Linked DNA regions of Sus scrofa: region 1 is linked to region 2. Evidence: chromatin contacts called from public Hi-C data. All regions are on one chromosome and are shown on one strand. The core of a region is the stretch at or near the end of the contact, and the rest is flanking DNA. Distances in the headings are between cores, read along the strand shown.

Evidence for each region. A called contact is a pair of places that touch in the nucleus more often than the background predicts.
Region 1: a Hi-C map of liver shows a contact between it and region 2, with 6 times the contacts expected there. The contact joins the promoter of CCDC86 here to the promoter of PRPF19 in region 2. A contact is called at or near these places in 2 of 5 promoter capture datasets (fetal liver and liver), 16 of 47 Hi-C or Micro-C datasets (adipose tissue, alveolar macrophages, embryonic fibroblasts and 9 more) and 1 of 2 datasets of contacts at active chromatin or transcription factors (alveolar macrophages).

What each region holds. Positions count from the first base shown.
Region 1 is chr2:10,903,993-10,907,856 of Sscrofa11.1, forward strand. It overlaps CCDC86 (coiled-coil domain-containing protein 86), which reads right to left and starts at 2,204. Exons shown (of 4, transcript XM_003122668.4): 1 at 1,293-2,204. The coding sequence starts at 2,062.
Region 2 is chr2:10,850,052-10,853,814 of Sscrofa11.1, forward strand. It overlaps PRPF19 (pre-mRNA processing factor 19), which reads left to right and starts at 1,728. Exons shown (of 16, transcript NM_001128457.1): 1 at 1,728-1,762; 2 at 3,435-3,584; 3 at 3,742-3,763. The coding sequence starts at 1,744.

The sequences.
Region 1 (3,864 bases), core at 954-3,453, 54 kb after region 2:
TCTGGATCTGCATGGCCATCAGTGGCCTCACTGTTCTCTGGGACCTGCTGGGACCAAGGCGGAGGGGCCATGCCACCATCCACGTTTCTAAGTCCAACAGTCTAGAGTCTAGCTTCGAAGTCTCTGATTGGGGTCTTGTAGCAAATTATTCCCTCAATTTCAGTTTCTTCTCCGTTTAATGGGGGAGGAGGTGGGGGAGGGATTATACCTGCCTTGGGTTTCAGGGGTTCAACAACATAGCATCTGCAAAAGGCCTAGCCCAAAGCTTGACACACAGTCAACTCTTGGGAAATGTCTGCTTCTTCCTTAAAATCACTGCCTTCCCTGATGGTCCCTTCTGGCCATGAATTCCTGACTGCCCAGTGGTTCCCACTACCTAAAAATGTGAACTGGATCCCACCTCTCCTCTCCTCACTTCCCTCTTCAGCTGAGCCTCTTCATTCCTTCACTCAACAAGCATTTAATCAGGCACCTGCTGTCTGCCACAGAGAAAGACAAGCAAGACAAGACAAAATGTCATGCCTACCCTTTAGAAGGTTGTAATCCAATGCACAGCAGATCTACAGAGCACAGGTAAAGGGCTTCCATGCACGGACTCTGGAATCCAATCTGTGCTCGGCTTCTGCCTCTACCACTCATGCAGCCTCCTTGAGCCTTGGTGCCCTCGTATGTACAACGAGGATAATCCTAACAGCTTCATGGGGCTGATGTGCAGATTAAATGTCAAGATGCAGGAGTTTTCCTTGTGGGGCAGTGGGTTAGGGATTTGGCATTGTCACCACAGCGGCTTAAGTTGCTGCTGTGGCCCGGGTTTGATCCCTGGCCTGGGAGCTGCCGAAAGCTGCAGGCAAGTGAAGCCAAAAAAAAAGAAAAAAGAAAAAAAAGCCAAGATGCATGCTTCTACCATTTGAAAGGCCCTTCCCCTAACCAATCCTTACTAGAGGGCTTAGCAGCTTTCTATATTGTCAGTACTTGGTAATGCCTTTTATTAAAAAGGCAAAAAAATGTAACATAATGGTAAATACTGTTTTACTTGCTTCTGCCTCCTTATTAGAGAGGGCAGAGTCGAGGGTAAATGTGTGTTGAATGAACACACAGATGAGAAGAGGTCCACTGAGGGCATTCCTCCCCAACATCCCGGTGCATCTTACCACATTCTGATTATAATTACCTGTTTGTGTGACACCCCCACTTTTGTGAGCGCTCTCCAACCCAGGGGGCTATCCCCAGGTTGTGCCCAGGCCCAAGCACCACACAGAACCCCATGCCCGCCCAGGTGTCGCCTACTTCACCTCTTCTTTGAGCGGTCCTTCCACACTCGCCCAGACTTGGGCTTCCCCTTCGGGATAACAGGAACCTCCTCTTTCTTCTGCTTTTTGGACGCTGGGGCCTGGACTGAAGAACTTTCTCGCTTCTTTGGCCCGAGGACGTCTCTCCCCCTTTCCCTGGATGGAGCTGGCTTGCTTGGCTCGTTCTGATCCTGTGGGGAACCGGGTGACTGGAGTGGCAGCTCCTGCAGTGGCAGCTCCTGTAGTGGCTGCGAGGGCTCCAGATCCGGCGCTTGCTGACCGGGGTAAGGCTCTAGTGACCCTGGGCCCAACTGCAGCTGATGTTGGGGAGACTCCGGGGTCTGCTCCGCCTTACTCCCGGCCAACTCCGAATCCGCTTCTTGGTCCTGGGAGAACTTTGGTGACTCCCCATTTGGCTTTGACTGAAGTCCTGGGGTTTCAGGACTCGATTCCGGCTGCCTTTGGGAAGACTCCAGACCCGGATCTCGCTGACGCTGGGGGGACCCTGGGCCCGGCTCTGGCTGTCTCTGGGAGGACCCCAAGCCTGCCCCTTCCTGTAGACTGGGTGAAACTGGAGCTGTCTCTGACTGACGTCTGGGGGACCCCAAACCTGGTGGCTGCACATTCCGAGGAGACCCGGGCTCCCTCGCTTCTTCTGGGTGCGACTCGAGCTCCACAAGGGCCCGTCTCGCCTGCAAAACTGGGGTGGGGTTCTCGGGGGATTCAGGCTTTAGTCCTTCCAGCCGCCGACTGCGCCTGAGAGGTGTATCCATGGCACCGCCAGAGTTTCTAAATCCAAGCCCACGTGCAGCTTCTGGGACTCCCGGCGCCGTCCTATGACGTCAGGAGACGCCACGTCTGTGTAGGGCAGGAGGGGCTGTTGCTGCGGAGGCCATGTTGGTGATGGGCAGATAGGCGGGTACAGAGGAGTCCGGGGCGGGCGGGGCCTGGGTTTACTAGGCGCATGCGCAAAGCGTTTTGGCACGTTTACACGCGATTGATGAAGGAATGTCAGCTTCAGATCGGGGTTTGTCATTCCTGCGAACCCAGTCTCCGGGGAAAAAGAGTGTGCCGGTGGAGGAAGGAAAAGGGGTCCTGTTTTCGGGAGAGAAGAGGATTGGGAAAAGATCCAGGGAGCTCGTAGGCAAGGCTGGGTGAAAACTGCCAGTAACTCCTCTGCAGTTAGGGGTCCTACCCAGTTTGTGCCTCAGTTCTCTCATTTGTAACACGGGTGCTTTTACACTAGTTTAGTGTATATAAAATGATCCTGCCAAAGCATCCTGACTGCCAGGGTGAATGCTACTTGGCAGATCCTGAAGGTGGGAAATTTCTTAAGCCCAGTGTTAAAAGTAATCCTTGCTTTCTCTTCTCCCATCCTATGCCTAAATGTAAAATCGATGGCTCTCCTTTGCAACATTTTCAGCTTTCTGCATGAAGTTGGAGTATGGGTAAAATGCACCATCTGCGGCATGCCCAGGCCCTCAGCCCCTCTGCACACCTTTTCTGGTACCCCTTCTGCCCTAGTTCTAGAAACAGAGGTCGGATTGTCTCTGGGTTTTATTTCAGCCAAGACAGCGGTCCTTGCCCTAGTATGTGAACTTGTCTCCTCCCTCCTTTGCGTGACACCCAGTTGGGGGCTTTGAGTCACTCAGAGCAGACGCCTTTCTTAGGAAGAACATCTTGGCAGTTGCCCAAATGTACCCCAGCTCTTCCCTAGTGTATTTTTGGAACTTCCTGGGGATGGCGCTTAGGCATCCCAGGGTCCTGGTTCCGCTGTCCCAGCAGCTTCTTTTAGACACTATTGTTTCTTCAGCTGAGGGGTTATGCGTGGGCCTGGGAAGTTGTCCAGAGGTGCTCAGGGGGCAGAGGAGGAAGGCCAGGCAGACAGCCAGGGCCCTCAGCACTGAGCTCAGCTCCCACCTGCCGAGTCACTCTTCCAACTGTCAGATGGGGTGCAAGGTGACTTGACTGCTGATCAAGAGGAGATGAGGAGGAGGAAAACATAGGCAAGGTTCCTGGAGGATGGAAAAGTGGATTGAGGATCCTTTAAGACCTCTCACCCCTTGGCTGGTGCCACACGGCATCCACAACATATCTTGATGAATCTAGCGTTTTGAAATCCCAAGGGTACTTAAGGGTTAGGCGCTGGCTCTGCTACTCCACTACCCTTCCCTGTTGTCAGAAAGTTGCATCCCTGTGCTGTAATCCCGTGTCAGTCCCTCCCTTCCGGGCCACTTTCAGGGGCTCCACCCACAGGCTCAGTGCCCTCATGCCCCTTGCTCCTGGACCAAAGAAGCCTCTGCAAGGAGGCTATGTCTCGGTGCCCCAGCACAGCGGTGCAGGTCCCCACTGCAGAAGCAGCTCAAACGCTTCCTCACCCATGTCTTCCAACCCTCAATTCTCAGTTCCCTAATTCCCTGCCCCAGCCTGGAGGCTATGCCAAACCACACCGGGCAGGCGTTACCAGGGCTGTGGAGGAGATTACATGCCACTGCACTGCCCCACCCTGCCCCAGGTCCCCTCAGCTGTCCTCACTTCCTGAGCTCCCAGCCTCAGCTGGAGGGACCACTCTCAG
Region 2 (3,763 bases), core at 478-2,977:
CTGTCACCTCTCTAACCCACACAGTAAATATCTTCCAGAGGAATCTTCTGGAAATGTGGCTATCACTCCATAGCTGATCAGCTGTTCTGCTGTTTACCCAATCAAAGCTAACCACTTCTAGTATAACGCCCTTCCTAAACAGATCCATTTTATTTTATATTTTAATATTAAAGTACAGTTGATTTATTATGTGCAAAGTGATTTAGTTATATATATATGTACTTTTTTCTCAAAAAATTCCGTTATGGTTTATCCCAGGAGATTGGATATAGTTCCCTGTGCTATGCAGTAGGACCTTGTCAATCTATTCTAGCTCTGATTTTTTTTCTTGTTATGGCCATACCTTTGGCATATGGAAGTTCCTGGGCTAGGAGTTGAATTGGAGCTGCAGCTGCCAGCCTGCACCACAGCAACACAGGATCTGAGCCACACCTTTGACCTACACTGAAGCTTGCACTGGATCCTTAACCCACCGAGGGAGGCCATGGACCCATATCCTCATGGACACCATGTTGGGTTCTTAACCCATTGAGCCACAACAGGAACTCCAGTCCAACTATTCTAAATATAGTAGTTTGCATCTACTACATCCAAGCTCCCAGTCCATCCTTCTCCCTCGGCAACTACCAGTCTGTTCTTGTCCGTGGGTCTGTTTTGTATATAGGTTCACTTGTGCCATATTTTAGGTTCCACATGTGTTATTACGTGGTATTTGTCTTTCTCTTTCTTAGTATGATCATCTCTAGTTACATCTCTGTTGCAGCAAGTGGCATTATTTTGTTCTTCATTATGGCTGAGTAGTATTCCACTGTATATATGTACCACATCTTCTTAATCCACTTATCTGTTGATAGACACTTAGGTTGTTTCCAAGTCTTGGCTATTGTGAATAGTGCTGCAGTGAACATTGGGGTGCATGTATAAATGGATCCATTTTATTTCCTACCACATCTGAGTACTTAAAATGCCTGGCATTCAACCAACAATAGTTGTGACAGTCCTGCTATATTTCAGGTACTGTGTCAGCCTCTTAGAAACAACAATAACCAGAACAACTGTGGTTCCTGCCATCATGGAATTTACAGTCTAGCGGAGAACCCAGCCATCAGAAAAGTTTTTTCACCTATCAGCATCCGCGCCTTCTTCCTTGGACCTTTCAAAGGGTACTCCGAGAAACACTTGTCAAGAATCACGTGGGAGCAGCCATGGAAAACGCTCTCTTCAGCGGACCCCAGGAAGATGCGTTTTGAGAAGCGGGGTAATTCTCGCTCGCAACAGCGTTTGCAAGACTACGATCCCAAGGCCCCCCCTTCCCGCTCCGGTCTCAAAAGAGTCGATTGGTTTAAAGTTTCTGAGTTGATTGGTTTAAAAAATTACTGAGTTGATTGGATTAAAACTCCCACTGCATCACGGGAAATGTAGTTTCGGCTCTCCTTTCCCCCAACCCCAAGAGAGCTTTACGAAAGGAGCCGAGCGGGCCCGGAAATAGCCGAGTACTTCCTGGCGCGCCCTTTCCTGCCCGGTTGCATTCTGGGAAAGGACAGTTTCCGTTAAAAGCTGGAGGCTGAGGCGCGCGACCAGCCGCTGTCCCACGTGAAACGTTGCGGGAGCATCGTCCAGCGGGGTCGCTCCCCGCTTGCGCGGAGCGTCCCGGAAGCAGCGGGGAACCGGAAGTGGGCCCCGCGGGCTCAGAAGCTGATCCGAAGCCAGGTGTGAGGAGCCTCGGAGCGCAGCTACGGCAACATGTCCCTGATCTGCTCTAGTGAGTATCGCCTGTGGCCGATCGCTGGGCGCAGGAGGCCACAGAGCCGAGTGGGAGGATCTGCGGGCCTCTGCGGCGCCGGGGCGGGGGTGGAGGTGAAAACGCGGCTCCCGGGGGGGCAGGGCGGCGGCCTGTCAGCCCCGGGGGTCCTCCTCCTCAAGCGTGGGGTGCATTTGCGCAACGCTTCACAGTTTACATAACGCCTCAAGTGTATTGTCGCAGGCAGCGCCGAGGCCACCCACCTTGTTTGCGCAGTTGAACAGAGGCCTGGATAGAGGGAGCTGGTGCAGGGGAAACAGCTCTGCTGTAGAAATTAGGAAATGCGAGGGCTCGTGCAGGATCCGCCTCAGATTGGCTTTGTGATGTGGCGCAAGGATGCGGGCCTCAGTTTCCCCATCTGCAAAATGAGGGCCTTGGCACTGGATGTTGTCTGAGGCCCTGCTCGGGTAGGCAGAGCTTCTGCAATTTGCAAAGGTCGGACAGTGAGTTACAGGCTGTGACAGGGCTGGGAGCCAGGGACCTGGCTTCCAGCCTCACCCTTTACGGACTGCTGAAAACAGCGCACTTTTATAAAGCCTCTGTTGATTTACAGCTCGTTTGCAAGACTGTGATCTTGTTATGTTCTCATTTCTCCAGAGCAGAAATAAAGATCCTGTTTTACAGATAAGGATGTAAGGCTGAAGCAGAATGTGGCTTTTGTAAAACAGTACAGCTAGTAAGTGGTAGAGCTGGGTGATGGAGTCAGGTTCTCCCTGACCATGAATCTGTGCTTTTTTCAAATGCCTTGACCTGTCTTTCCTTTCGGTATTTTATTGTGATATTTTGTACTCATTGTTATTGGGTTATTAGTCTCTCATCCTTTTCTTTCTTTGCTTCCTAACTCTCAGGCCCTTTACTCCTCTCAGAACCTTTCCATAAATCCAAAAGAAAAAAAAAGGAAAGAAAGGGGGAAGGGAAATGTGACTAGATAAAGGAAAGGTACACCTTAAAGAAATTATAGTGTGCCAAGTATTTTCACATTCATTGTTTCAATCTTAAGGAAGCCCTTAAGGAAGCTCCATCCTTCCTCTCTTTGGCTCATCTCTTAGATGTTTACTGAGCGCCTGCTGGGCATCTGCCTTGTCCTGGAAGTCGGAAGCCAGCTATAATCTCTATCCTCAAGGGTGTAAATGATACCTCAGTTGGGGGTTGTTGTGGGGATGATTTAAGCAATGGGAAGTGTTTACAGGCTGTGCTTGGCACCTAGTAAACACCACGTAAATGCTTTCTCTTATTATAGCACTTGTCACATCTCTTTGAGAATCCATCTAGGCTTTAGCCTGAGGTTTAAGTGAGGTTTGTGTGTGTCTCCCTGTTCTGCAGTGTAATGGGTACCTAAGCATCTTTGTTCAGAAATGAGACGGGCAGAGATTATTGACTGCTCTCTAGGTACCTAGCATTTAGTCGTTGTGTAGTAACTATTTGTTGATTATTTGACTGTCAGGAGGCTGATGGAGCAGCTAGTTAGAAGGCTGGAAAGCGTTCTGGGTACAGACCAGAACTGGCTCTTGGTGTTCTGGTTGATTCTCATCGGTTGAGTGTAGGCCTCTGGAGGCTGGTAGTAGGTGAAGCATCCCTTTGGCCCAAGGTCCCTTCCCACAGCCCAGGCTCACTGCCTGCCTTTTCTCCACAGTCTCCAATGAAGTGCCAGAGCACCCATGCGTGTCCCCTGTCTCTAATCATGTCTACGAGCGCCGGCTCATTGAGAAGTATATTGCAGAGAATGGCACAGATCCCATCAACAACCAGCCTCTGTCCGAGGAGCAGCTCATTGACATCAAAGGTGCCTGCTGACTGGCCACAGTCCAGGGCCATCTTAGCTCAGAGCCTGGGGCGGGGGAGGAGGTGGTGGTCTGTGAACGCAGGCTGAAGGGGAAGCATGGGGGAGGGGCAGGCTGGCCGGCCACGGGTTTTCACACCCACTTGCCCTCTCTTGACAGTTGCTCACCCAATCCGGCCCAA